Regions from separate parts of the Sus scrofa genome. Here all the other regions are linked to region 1. The links are chromatin contacts, called in public Hi-C, HiChIP or PLAC-seq and promoter capture Hi-C maps. All regions are on one chromosome and are shown on one strand. The core of a region is the stretch at or near the end of the contact, and the rest is flanking DNA. Distances in the headings are between cores, read along the strand shown. Region 1 holds the start of DCTN6 (dynactin subunit 6). Region 2 holds the start of WRN (Werner syndrome ATP-dependent helicase). Region 3 holds the start of TNKS (tankyrase-1). Region 4 holds the start of PPP2CB (serine/threonine-protein phosphatase 2A catalytic subunit beta isoform). Region 5 holds the start of UBXN8 (UBX domain protein 8).

Region 1 (2,554 bases), core at 24-2,523:
TGGAAGCGTTTTGGGCTGAGATTCAGCCTGGCTTCTTGAAGAAGAAAAATGTGATTAGAGGAAGAGAAACATGAAATTAAAGAAATAGGGGTCTCTGGATCAAGCTCAGAGACAGGATATGGAAGAGTTCGGATTTTTAAAGGAATGGTAAGTAAAATAACTGAATTTGGTTTTTGTTTTGGGGTTTTTTGTATTTTTGACTTTTCTAGGGCCGCTCCCGCGGCATATGGAGTTCCCAGGCTAGGGGTCTAATCGGAGCCACAGCCGCTGGCCTACGCCAGGGCCACAGCAACGCCAAATCCAAACCGCGTCTGCGCTCACTGCAACGCCTGATCGTTAACCCACTGAGCAAGACCAGGGATCAAACCCGCAACCTCATGGCTCCTAGTCGGATTCGTTAACCACTGCGCCAAGACGGGAACTCCTGAATTTAGTTTTTAAAGGATGATTTTAGCTGCAGAAAAATGGCTTGGATGGGGGGCAGGAGGGGGATGGAAGCCTGATTTTAGAGGTCCAGGGTGAAAGAGGCAGACTACAGGGGAGAGTAGTAGCAGAGACTGGATTAGAGAGGTGGTAAATTTATGCAAAGTGTAGAATGAGATGTAGAACCAGAAGAACTTGCCGAATTAATTAAATACGGAGAGGTGAGGATGACTCGGACTTTTCGGTTTGAGCAACTGGGTGAATGGTGGATTCCTTTAGTGAGACAGAGATCCAAGGACCAACTGGTTGGAGAGAAGGCGAGGGCATTAAATCAAAAGCTCTGTTCTGGACATTTTAGATTTGTTAAGACCGTGAAGCATTCAAGTGGACACGTTAAATAGGCACTCGAATAATCAGGTGTGAGACTGGGCAAAGACGACACAACTAGCGCTGCTAACCTGAGGACAGCCTACAGAGGATGCTTAATTTATGGCAATAATGACCTCACGCTGAGAGGGAAAAGGGCCTCAAAGTTTAGCAGGAGGATCTTTAAAGAAAGGAGATGAGAGTGACTATTGCGGTATAATGAGGTCACAGTGAAGTGCGCTGGATCGGACTAAATCCGAGTCCATCGATCCCCTGGCTGTGCTAAACCCAGCGTAGAGCCACCAACCACACCAGCAAAGGACAACCGAAAAACCAGAGCTGACCCCGCCCACGCCGCCATGCCCCTAGAGCAGCCCCCAGGCTCCGCCCCCTCCCGATTCTGCCAGGCTCTGCAATCGCTCGTAGAAATCATCGCTTTGCCCAGGAGGTTGTGTCGATCCAATAGGAGCCGGGGGCCAAACCATGGCGGAGAAGACTCAAAAGAGGTGGGTCTGCTGTTTGAGAAAAAGTCTTTCTCTCCTCTCCGCAGGGGTGGAACCTGTTTCTGGTCGCCAGAGGTGGGGATTGAGGTGGTGTTTTATTCCAGGCGCCCGGCCTGGGTGGTTCCTAAGGCTCAGAGCCCACGTCTGCGGAGGGAGGAGGCGAAGGAGTCGGGGTAGGGAGGCCGGGGAAGGGATGCAGAGTCCGTGGCGGGAAGGTATTTGCTCTTCGTCCTTCGGCAGCCTCTCGGGTCTCCTCCTCAGCGCTCCTGCGCCGAAGGGGTCTCGGGAGGGGCCGCCACCCAGGACTCGGAGATACCTTCCTCTTCCTTTGCGCTGCGCTTCGGAGGCCTGGAGCTGCCGGGTGTCCCCAGACGCCACAGGAGTGCTGGCCGCTCCCCAATCCCTTCCTCCCTATCGTGGACGCTGTATATTTGTGTAGACGAACTCTCGGCCGCTTGTCAGAAAGGGGGCCACCACTGGGCCAGAACTAGCCGCTTCGTAAACGTGTGGGGATAGACTCCGGGGCTGCTTCTCTAGCGGCCCTCCTTGCTGGCACTGTTGGTGAATAGGAACGGCTTGGATGGGAGATGGACACCTTTAATAAGTCAAACTGTTTCCCAAAGCAGCAGTGTTGAGCACCATCTGCTGACTATTCCTGAAAAAGAAAACCGACAGACCTTGTTTGGGGTGCCATAAACTAACATTTAGGCTTTTCTTCTGTTTAGGCAGGTAGCTCTCATCTTGTTCATAAAGCCTAAGAGGAGATCTTCTAGGAATATTCTGTACGTTTTATCTGTACGGAATATCTGGTAGTGTGCAGTGGGGAGGAGGGTGTTGATGGTTATTTTAATAGTTAGGTCCTTGGCTAAGCCTTCTTCCAGCTGCCTGCTCTCCCCTGCGCGTCACTTCCAGGTGCCTCGGAGTCTACACGGAGATATTTCCACCATGTTTTAGTTGGTCTAGTGGTGAACTTATAACTGCCACACAAAGAAGTATGCTGATTGTCCCATACACTACCTGAGGTCTCTTCGTTGGGCATAAACTGAAGACATGAGTCTCTCCCATTCTCGCTTGCCCAGGATATGTTAAATGTTATAAATAGTGTCTTTTTTCCCCAAAAAGTTCATAAAGGGAGGCTGAGGGAATAAACACTGAAATGGGAAATCGTATCTAAAATGAGATATTTTAGGAGCTCTCCTTTGGCCCAGGGGGTTAAGCATCTGGGTTTGTCCCTTCAGACACTTGGGTGGCTGCTGTGCTGC
Region 2 (2,554 bases), core at 19-2,518, 800 kb after region 1:
GCTTTGCTCTTTGCCGTGACCATGCTCTTGTCGGTGGCCTTTCAGGCCCAGGTGGGCATAGTGCTCGATGAAGTCCCCTAGGCAGTCCTTCAGCTCCGCTGCCACAGACAGGGAGAGGGTCAGTTTACTCTTTCTGATATTGTCTTGCCGGCCTCTCCCTATCCAGACTTCGGCTATCTTTAGGAACCGGCCCCGGGAGCTTTGCTTCACGTCTAGGTAAAACCTTTTTTTCTGGATGTCCACTCGTTTAGAGGCCAGCTCCTGGATTTCGGCGGCGCCCCCAGCCTGACTAGGGGTGGCTGAAGCCGCGTAGTGGGGGTAGTGGGGGTGCTGGGCCTGGGGATAGAGTCTACTCTTGCTTAGGCCAGAGCCCCCTACATTCTTGCCGCCGCGGCCACGGCCGCCGCCGCCGCCGCCTCCCCTTCGCCTGGCTCTTTCCATCTTCAGCTGCAAGTGACAAACAGACACACGGGGTGGGGTGGGGGAGGGGTGTTGAGAACAATCGCAGACGCCCCTCGGCCTGGGCTGCCCCAGCCTCCGCCCGGGACCCCCACACCGGGCCGCGCTTTGCACTGTGCCGGCCGCCGCAGCGCCGGGCTCCCGCCTCTACCGGACGAACGGTGGCGGCGGGCGGAGTCTCCCGGCTCCGCACCGGGCACACAACATCCCTCCGCGGCCCCTGGCCTCCCGCTCCCGCTCGCCTCGGGCTCAGCAGCCCCGGGTCCCCAGCCAGCAGACACTCACATCAGCACTGCCATCACCGCCGCCGCCGCCGATGCCCTTCACGACCGCCGCCGCCAGCTCTCGGCCCCTCTGTAGCAGCCGCCGCCCCCTGCCTGCTCCCCCGCCGCCGCTCGCACCGCCCCCCGCCGGAGCAGCCAGGCAGGGGCATCGCCTGCGGCGCCCGCCGCCGCCGCCCCTCCTGCGGCCGCTGCGGGGGCCGCCGCGGGGGCCGCCGCCTCTCTTCGGGCTCCGGCCCGACGCCCGCCGGGGAGGGTAAGGAGGGCGGGGAGGGGGGCGGTGGGAGGCGGGCAGTGGACCCCGCCTCTCCAGCACAGCCGGCTGAAGGGAAGACTGGGTCTCACGCTTTCCCTTGGGGCGCGCCCTGACTGAAGCCCAGCGCGAGGTGACTGGACAGGTATGAAGATGGGAATAAGGACCGGGGCGGCGAGAGAGTTCTGACTTCTTCAGGTTCCGCTGGGAACTGGTACTCTGGCGGCCCACCGGCACCTGCGCGGAGACTACACTCCCCGAAGTGCACAGCAGCGTCGAGTCCTCTGCGCATGTGCGCCGCGTAGCCATCTGGGCTGTGGTGGGCGGGGTTGTAGCACAGCGCCTCCGGAGAGGAGGACTGGGGGCGGGGCGGACCCTGGAGAAAGGTTTGGGGAAGATCTATGTCCCAGAAGTGACGTGTACTCTGTGCGCCTTGACGCTCAGGCGTGTGCTCCTCAGCGCGGGAACAAAGTCTGTTCAATTGATGACTATCCTGGATTCCTGGGTTCCAGGCCCCAGTGTTGGGGCGCTGCTCAAGTCATCCAGCTGAAGGGAAATCCTGTTGAACTGGCTCTTCTCAGGGTAACGTGTCCTCCCTCTTCCTACTTCCAGCTCCAGACCCTGGGGTATCGTTCTAGCCTTCTCCTACACTGGAGGTGCTCAGTCCGGCAGAGCAGGCCTCTGGGCTGTGTGTAGGAGATCCCTCCTTCCCCTTTCCACCTTTCGAGCTTAGCGGTAAAGAACCTCGTCCTCCCGCAGGCCTTCTTTGAGCTGCTGTGAGCAAAAGTGTGCTTCCACGCTCCTCTCGCTTTAGCTTGTGCAGCTGATTGGTTACCTGTTGCGTGCGTTTAGGAGCCTGTTCTAACTATATGGTCTTCACTGCTGCAGAAATTCAGCCACTCCATGTTTACACAACATAGTCCAGGGAAATAACCCATTTTGTCTAATGTAACAAACTATTTTGGAGTTTTCGAGTTCAAAGTATTCAATCTTTAATGGTTTGGGTTTTTTTTTTTTTCTTTCTCCTGGTTGAATTTGAGTTGATTTCTGGGTATGTTTGAATATGTAAAAATTCTCCCCATGGAAGGGAATATTAAAATCCTTAGGATGCTAATTTAGTAGTCTTTAAGTTAGCGTGTAGGAGAAACTGTCCCAATAAAAATGTAGAAAGGAGAGACTCTGGCCATGATGACTAAGCAAAGTCCATCCAACTGCCCCAACCACCCCTCCCCACACATCTGCTTCTGTCAATTTGTTTCCACATCCACTACCTGCCTGACGTCACTCCGGTCCAACTAGCCAAGGATGGACCTGGAAGAAGTAGCCCATAAAAGCCTTGTGAAACCCTTCTTCCGGGCTCAGACACTGGAGATCGATCTCCTCCGAGCCGGCCGGCGTAATAAACCTGAGTTCTCCAACTCTCCGAGTGCTCGCTTGGTTTCTTGCCGGGTAAAAGAGCTGATCCACTGCAGCCAGAGCTGCTGGAGCTAGTAGGCTACAGCCACAGGGCTGTCTCCAGAGCTGATACGCTGCAGCGCAGGGCTGCTGGGTAGCTGCCGTA
Region 3 (2,554 bases), core at 24-2,523, 790 kb before region 1:
CTATTAATTTAGATGGGAATATTAGCATCACACTAATTACATTTAATAATGAATATGTCAAACGACAATTTATCACATAGTTTAGTATTCTCCCAATCAAAATTTCTACTTGACTCATTTAAAATGAGCTTTCCTTAAGACACAATCTCCATCTGTGTCTACTCTCTTGGAATAATGCTGTTTGTCTAAACTTCCATAATGCCTACTTTCCTATTAAACAGAAGGCAGGAAATGGAGACCTTACGAGATTATGCCATTCATTGATCCATCTCTTCTGATGGTAGACAAAAAAATAAGTATAGGCAGAGGAAAAAAAGAAAAAGTAGTTGTTGAAGGATGGCTTCTGAAGGTGAGTGATGGATGGAGAAGTCAGGTTTTTTCTTAGTTTGGAAGGGAGAGAGAAGAGGGATGACAGGAATAGAGAAGGTCAGCCAAAATGAATTAAAAAAAAAAAACATATTTGTAATTATCTGAGTCAAGCTTAAGGTGAGAAACAAAACTACAGAGAGAACTGAAAAACCCGTAATTGTAATAGTTAACATTTATTGAACTATCAATTCCCCTTTGCAGCGGGGAACCTGAGACACAGAGGGGTTAATTTAAATAGCTTGCCCAAATTTACACAGCTCCTTCTGGTAGTCTGAATTCCAATCCTGGCAATGTGAACCACCATTTGCAAATGGGGCGTTAAGGAAGTACATAAAGTACGAAATCTTATGGAGAGGGGGTATAGAGACCAAGGGAATAACTGGAGGGTGGGGGTGGGGGTGGGGAGAGACTGCATTTAAAAAAAATTTACCAGTGGGCTAATTATAGTTGTGCTTTATTAAGGGACAGAGCACTTTATATATGTTAGCTCACTTAATCCTGCTAACAATTCTAGATACGAGTCCCTTTTTCAGACGAGGACACTTGATAGATGAGAAACGACACATACGCACCTTGCAAAGTTCCACCTCAGTACCAGGCTCTTGAGCAAGACAAAGAAGACCAAAGGAGACTTGGCAACAGGAGGGAACGGAGCAAAATAAGTAGGCTGAACGTGAGAAATGCAGGAAAAATTTCCCATTTTTAGGCCCAGGCCGGTTCCAACTTTCAAACTTTTCCAGCCGGCCCGCCAAGGAGTCACAAGGCCCCCCCTGCCCCCCGGCAGTCACAAGCCACGCCCCTCCCGCGGCGGCGCTCGGAGCTCCCAAATACTTCCCTCCCGCTACTTGACCCCGCCCACTCTGCCTAGCATCATTTCCTGTGCGCTGGGTGCTAATTGGTCCAGAAGTCGGAAGTGAGGGCGGGCGGTGGGGCCGTTGCCGCAGTGACAGAGCTGGGGGAGTCTGAAGATGGCGGCGTCGCGTCGCTCTCAGCATCATCACCACCATCATCAACAACAGCTCCAGCCCGCCCCAGGGGCTTCGGCGCCGCCGCCGCCACCTCCCCCCCCACTCAGCCCAGGCCTGGCCCCGGGGACTACCCCAGCCTCCCCTACGGTGGGTGGCCTGGCACCCTTCGCCTCCCCGCGGCACGGCCTAGCGCTGCCGGAGGGGGATGGCAGTCGGGATCCGCCCGACAGGCCCCGATCCCCGGACCCGGTTGACAGTAGCAGCTGTTGCAGTACCACCAGCACAATCTGTACTGTCGCCGCCGCTCCAGTGGTCCCGGCGGTTTCCGCCTCATCTGCCGTCGGTGTCGCTCCCAATCCAGCCGGCGGTGGCAGTAACAATTCACCGTCGTCCTCTTCTTCCCCGACTTCTTCCTCTTCTTCCTCTCCATCCTCCCCCGGATCGAGTTTGGCGGAGAGCCCCGAGGCGGCCGGAGTTAGCACCACAGCAACATTGGGGCCTGGGACAGCCGGACCTGGGCCAGGGGTCTCAGCAGTGAGCGGGGCCCTCCGGGAACTGTTGGAGGCCTGTCGCAATGGGGACGTGTCCCGGGTAAAGAGGCTGGTGGACGCAGCAAACGTGAATGCTAAGGACATGGCCGGCCGGAAATCTTCTCCCCTGCACTTCGCTGCAGGTCAGAGACTTTTAAATTGCTTATTAAGGGCTTTGATGTTGGGACCGGGGAGTGGGTGGTAGGGGTGGTCCGGGTAGGGAAAGGAAACAAGTTATGATGGAACAGTGGAGGCGTGGTTATGGGTCATCAGCACCTCTTGGGAAGACTAGAGGTTCCTTTCTTTAGGTAGTGCCTGGGTGACGGGGGCGTGGTAGGGGTGTGTGTGAATCCATTCTTTTTAGTGTTTGCACAGTAATCCTTGTACCCATCCCCAAACTCCTTTAGTGGTAGTCTCAGGATATGGGTATACTTAAACTTTTTTTGTTCCAATTGTGTAGGAATAAAGTTAGATTTGAACAGTCTTAGAGTGGTTTTGTCATTTGTTTGCTAATTTATTTCGTTTTTACCAGAGTATGTCCCATGAGGACAGTTAGACCAAAAGAAGTTCAGTGTAACTCAGCAAGTATTTACCTCTTAGCCCCTGGGATACATAAATGAAGTTAGTGAAACTTTCCCTCCTTTTCAAGGAGTTTACAGTCTAATTGGGTAGCTCAAGACATGCCTA
Region 4 (2,554 bases), core at 16-2,515, 600 kb after region 1:
GTGTTACCCTGCACGTAAAACACGTACCCATTGATCATTTCATGCAAGCAGTGTTGCCAAACTTAAGACTAGCCGTCCTGTTTCTGAAAATCAACATTTTTGCTTCCAGAGAGCTTCTCAATTGAAGAAGACCAGTCACCATCTGTCTCAACCAAAGTCAACTTCTATTTTAAAAATCACAGTCCGCCATCACACCCACCTCTCTATAAACAAATGCTTGATACATTTCAACTCGATGATTTCTGAAGGACCGAGTCACCTGAGAAAACGGCTACGTTTATTATATCAAGGGCCTTGAGATTCACAACGTCCAGGTTCATTTTCAACTACGAGATTGCCTAGATTACCCTGCCAGCCAGCTAAAGCGCGGATTGCTAGTCCGCACGGAAATACTGGAGTGTCAGCAAAACCCAGAAAACAGTCGGCGCCCCAATCACTCCAGGAGTGGATTCCGGGTGCCACGTTGCCCCCGCCCACCTACCCCGGACCCCTTAGGCCAGGACTGGGAGCTTCCAACCCCAGCCGGGTGCTGGGTCTCCAGGGGGTCCAGGAACAGCCCGGCTCCTCCCGGGGGAGGCTGCCCGAGTGGGAGACGCAGCCCCGCAGGTCCCAGACGGACGCGCCGGACAAGGGACAAGCAGGCCAGGAGAAGAGGTGGGGGGGAGGGGGGGAGGAGAAAGGGGGAGGGGAAGGAGGGGGGAGGGGAGAGGAGGGAGAGGGGAGAGGATAGGTCCCAGCCCCCACCCAGCCTGTCGCACGCCGGCCGCATCTCGCCAATTTTCTCTCTTACCTTTTCGCATAGGGTCCGCACTTGGTTCTCATTAAGCTGTTTACACTCGTTCAGCTGCTCGACCCACTGGTCCAGCTCCTTGGTGAACGCCTTGTCGTCCATGGCGACCCGAGCCCCTCCCCCGCCGTCTCCCGCCCCCCTCCCCGCCCGCCCTCGCCCCTCGCGCCGCTCCCCTCGCCCGCCGCCGCCAGCTCCCAGTGGGAGAGGAAGGAGTGGGGGAGCGCGGCCCCGGACCCCGCGCCCCGCCCGAGCCCCGCGGGCGGCTCCTGGCGCGCGGCCTTCGGGAGACCCCCGCCCGCCCTGGCCCGCCGGGCCGCGCGCCCTGGGCGTCACTGGAGGGCGCGGGGAGGTGCGGGACTTCCGCGCAGCTCCCGCCGGATTATGGCCACTTGCCGCCGCCGCCGCCTCCCGCCCGCCCGCTGCTCTGGATTCCCTTGCCCCTTCTCTCTCGCTCTTTCTTTCCCCTCCCTCTGGGTTTCCGTCATCGCCCGGGCATTTCCGCCGGGAAAAGGTTAGCAGGCGGTGCCGCCGGAGCCCGGGACTCGAGGAGGGGTACAGCGCCCCCGTGTGGCTCGGCGGAGAAACGGTCCCTTTCCCTTCCATCTTGCACTTTATCGACCAAGCTCTCCCAGTTCTTTCTTTACATAATTTTACGCAAGTCTGTACCCACTATAGTTTCCTGCAGTGCTTTTTTCCCCCTTTTTTTCTTCTTTTTATTTTAGCGTTCTGTAGAGGGGATTGGAAAGCTTGTCCCCCTCCTTGACAACATTGTCTCCTCAGAATCTATCACTCTCCCATAGCAGGTGGTCAACATTTGTTGAGAAAAAAAATAAATTCTTTCTAGTCTTACCTCTGTTATGAACTAGCTGTGAGGCACTGACATCTCGAATCCCCCCTTTCAGCATCAGAAAGATGAGATGACAGCTCTGTGTTTTACCAATCAGTGTCCCAGCTCCCTCATCCTCCACGGAGTTGACTGCAGTGTTTACTGAATTCTCATGATTTGTTCATGCAACAGATACTTAATGAGCAACTGCTAACTGCCAGATCTCTTGAACAGCTAATGCTTACCAAGTTGACTTCCTATATTATAGTTGCAGATTATTGCCACTGAACCCAAATGGGAGGCAGCCTCTTGTATCTGAAGGCAAGAACTCCCTCCAGCTCCCTCTTGGCATTGCTAGCCTCCCAGCCAGGTCCTTGGACAATCACCAAAGCTCCCCCAGCCTCAAGTTCATCATCTGTTAAAAGGGGGCAATAAGCCCTTTTCAGGTTATCATGATTAAATTCTACAAGTGCTTATCCAACAGTAGAGTTTGGGAGCCATGTTCCTCTGTTTCTTGCCTTATCCCTCCTAGGCAATAGCTACAGAAAACTTTAGAAGGGTGGCATTTTTTTTCTTTTCCTTTTGCAGTGGTTTGCTGCGGGGTCTCAGTTCTCAGACCAGAGACTAAACCCCAGCAGCATCAGCGAAAGGGCCGAGTCTTAACCACTGGACCACTAGGGAAACCCTGAGAGAGGTGGCATTTCAACTGAATTTTGAACCTTCTCCCTAAGCAACACTTTGGAGTTCCCTGGAAAAGAGGAAAGGAGTTCTCAGGATTTTGGGTTTTTTTTTTGGAAAGTGGCGGAGAACAAATGTGTGCAAGACCATGGTCTCTTTGGAAAGCTACAAATACTCCTAATAACCGAAATAGGTCCTATGGTGGAAAATAAGGCTGGAAGAGCTCCTGTTCTCAAGTGTCTTGTAAACAGCAGCAAACC
Region 5 (2,554 bases), core at 21-2,520, 530 kb after region 1:
TAAATAAATGTTAGCTGAACTAAACTGAAGGGTGAGGCAGAACTGATGGAAGGGTCACAAAACCAACTTTCAAAGCACGAAAACTTTTATTTTATTTTAGGGCTGCGTCCCAGGCATATGGAAGTTCCCACGCTAGGGGTCCAATTGGAGCTACAGCTGCTGGCCTACACCACAGCCACAGCAACGCAGGATCCCAGCCAGGTCTGCGACCTACACCAAAGCTCAAGGGAAGGCTGGATTCCTGACCCACTGAGTGAGGCCAGGGATCAGAACCAGATACTAGTCGGATTATGATGGCAACTCCCACGAAATCTTTTTTTTTTTGTCTTTTTGCTATTTCTTTGGGCCGCTTCTGCAGCATATGGAGGTTCCCAGGCTAGGGGTCTAATCGGAGCGGATCCGAGCCGCGTCTGCAACCTACACCACAGCTCAAGGCAACGCGGGATCGTTAACCCACTGAGCAAGGGCAGGGACCGAACCCGCAACTTCATGGTTCCTAGTCGGATTCGTTAACCACTGCGAAATCTCCCTCACGAAATCTTTTAAGAGATCTCTGTAGCTTACACGCATCGGGGTTGGCAGAAACGCCAAAGAGATGAGTCATAGGATGGCAATGAGGTCACAGAACTGGGAGGCCGTGTTAAGTCATTAACAGTAACACCTGCTAGCAAAACTGATAAGGAGCGGAGCAAGGGGTAGCGGGTCTCCATAATTAGGTGCCAGGCCTCACTTTTGAGTCATCTTCCCGTCGGAACCAGAGACCGAGGAAGGTGCCGGGGACCGTTTGGAAGATAAGGAAGGTTCTTCGGCAGAAAGTGGTGCTCAACAGCTCTGACTCAAAAGTCCACAATCACCCACTACAGACATAGGCCAAGGGCACAGGCTGCCTCCTTGTAGTATCAGCTGCCCCTATCCTTTCTCCTCTGTTTCATTTTACTCTTTAGAGTTCTTTCTTACAATCTCTACAGTCTGACAGCCGAAGGGGCAGGGGCTGCCCGCCTCGAAGGAGCCCAAGTTTTGCTTTCACAGGACTTGGCTGGGCGGGTGCCAGCGAGGCCGTCTCCCCTGGACCTCACGTGACGTCGGGAGGTGACCTACACTTGTTTTCAGGTTACAGATTATGAGTTCAAAAGCCTGGGTTTATCTCAGTCTCACCAACGAAACAGCTTTAGGGTCCAGCGCTTTCCTGGAATTCCTCCCTTAGAAAGGATCCACTCCACCTTCCAAGGGAGGCGTAATCAGAAGGGGCGGAGCTTCCGCCAGGAAGCAGCGCTTCCGCCGCTATGGTTTCTCTTGGGGTGGTTGGCATTTTCCTCCTCTCTGCTCTCCCCCTCTTGTGTCTGGAGCTCCGGCGTGGGGTCCCAGATCTAGGTAAGTGCTGGCTTTTGCCTCCTGGCGTTCACACCTGGTAACAGTCTCACGAACACTACGTGCAATTTCCCGGCCGCGTCTCCTCTGGGCGGCTTTGACTACGATGCCCAGGCTGCACCGCGCCTGCCTTCCTCTTCCCCCGCGGGGTTCCTGGTGGAGCGAGACTTTTGCCGTCCTGGGGAGGCAAACTCTTGGCGGAAAAGTGCCCCTCCAGATCTGGTGAAGTTTTGCGGGTAATGGGACAGAGGCCGAAAGCACAGGAGCAAGCATATACTTGACTTTCACATTGTGTTGAGTGCTCAAAAGGAAATAAACAAGCTGATGTAGGCCTTCTGAAGAATTTAAGAGACTTAAATGATAAGGAGCCACACGTTTGAAAAGCGAGGGCGGGAGGTGGAGGGAGCGGGATGACATTCCAGACAAAAGGAATTGTGACTTGAAGGAAAAGGATGAAGACCTTTGAGGCTGGATTAAAGAGACTAGTAGAGAGAGTGGCGCATGATAATAGCATTCATTGAACGCTTATTGTAAACTAGACTCTTAAGTCGTGGTTATTATCTCCTCTAAATTGGTTTACAAACTTTGAGGATGCGCACTGCTCTAACCTATTTTACAGTGGAAACAGATATAGGGAGGTTAAGGGACTTCCCTAAGGTTTTAAAAAGTCTGGATTCTTTGTGGACAAGTGTTTTGCAAGGAAGGTATAGCGGAAGCAGTGAGGCAAATTAGGTTTCTGTTGTTCTTGGCAGATTTGACTATAGGGTGTCTCTCTTCTCTCTCCCCTTTTTTTTTTCTTTTTTTCCTTTCTGGGGCTACACCTGTGGCTTTAGTAAGTTCTTGGGCTAGGGGTCAAATCGAAGGTACAGCAACTGTTGGCATACCTCTACCTGGTGTCTTTTGAGAATTATAAAATAAAACTAAAAATTCCTAGAGGATAGAAACCATTTTTATTCCAACTTCTTATCCAGGATCCCTCATCATTAACAAATTGTATTACACACAGTAGGTACTTGTTACATTTTTTGCTGATTAATTTTCATCTTGGCTCTCAAAATCATACAAAACCAAGTACTGAATTTTCCCTTTTTTGGGCAGATATGTATATAGTAATTTTATTTACAAATGACAGAATAAACATTGAGAACTAGAGAAGTACACAGTTGCATAACTTAACTGTGAGAAA

What was found. Promoter capture Hi-C pulls out the DNA fragments that hold promoters and counts their contacts. A called contact is a pair of places that touch in the nucleus more often than the background predicts. HiChIP or PLAC-seq counts read pairs in DNA pulled down with a chosen protein or histone mark.
Region 2: a contact with region 1 is called in a Hi-C map of liver, with 10 times the contacts expected there. The contact joins the promoter of WRN here to the promoter of DCTN6 in region 1. A contact is called at or near these places in 3 of 47 Hi-C or Micro-C datasets (embryonic fibroblasts, heart right ventricle and liver).
Region 3: a contact with region 1 is called in an H3K27ac HiChIP or PLAC-seq map of alveolar macrophages. The contact joins the promoter of TNKS here to the promoter of DCTN6 in region 1. A contact is called at or near these places in 1 of 47 Hi-C or Micro-C datasets (liver) and 1 of 2 datasets of contacts at active chromatin or transcription factors (alveolar macrophages).
Region 4: a contact with region 1 is called in an H3K27ac HiChIP or PLAC-seq map of skeletal muscle, with 4 times the contacts expected there. The contact joins the promoter of PPP2CB here to the promoter of DCTN6 in region 1. A contact is called at or near these places in 1 of 5 promoter capture datasets (liver), 4 of 47 Hi-C or Micro-C datasets (fetal heart ventricle, fetal skeletal muscle, heart right ventricle and 1 more) and 2 of 2 datasets of contacts at active chromatin or transcription factors (alveolar macrophages and skeletal muscle).
Region 5: a promoter capture Hi-C map of liver shows a contact between it and region 1, with 4 times the contacts expected there. The contact joins the promoter of UBXN8 here to the promoter of DCTN6 in region 1. A contact is called at or near these places in 1 of 5 promoter capture datasets (liver), 2 of 47 Hi-C or Micro-C datasets (liver and mesenteric adipose tissue) and 1 of 2 datasets of contacts at active chromatin or transcription factors (alveolar macrophages).

Annotation. Positions count from the first base shown.
Region 1 is chr15:54,894,602-54,897,155 of Sscrofa11.1, reverse strand. DCTN6 (dynactin subunit 6) reads left to right here and starts at 1,273. Exons shown (of 7, transcript NM_001167644.1): 1 at 1,273-1,295. The coding sequence starts at 1,273.
Region 2 is chr15:54,093,387-54,095,940 of Sscrofa11.1, reverse strand. WRN (Werner syndrome ATP-dependent helicase) reads left to right here and starts at 1,268. Exons shown (of 35, transcript XM_021075787.1): 1 at 1,268-1,575. PURG (purine-rich element-binding protein gamma) reads right to left here and starts at 900. Exons shown (of 3, transcript XM_003359494.4): 1 at 745-900; 2 at 1-447. The coding sequence starts at 441.
Region 3 is chr15:55,680,263-55,682,816 of Sscrofa11.1, reverse strand. It overlaps TNKS (tankyrase-1), which reads left to right and starts at 1,273. Exons shown (of 27, transcript XM_003133396.5): 1 at 1,273-2,010. The coding sequence starts at 1,338.
Region 4 is chr15:54,294,497-54,297,050 of Sscrofa11.1, reverse strand. It overlaps PPP2CB (serine/threonine-protein phosphatase 2A catalytic subunit beta isoform), which reads right to left and starts at 1,265. Exons shown (of 7, transcript XM_021075810.1): 1 at 791-1,265. The coding sequence starts at 892.
Region 5 is chr15:54,366,326-54,368,879 of Sscrofa11.1, reverse strand. It overlaps UBXN8 (UBX domain protein 8), which reads left to right and starts at 1,270. Exons shown (of 8, transcript NM_001244745.1): 1 at 1,270-1,371. The coding sequence starts at 1,284.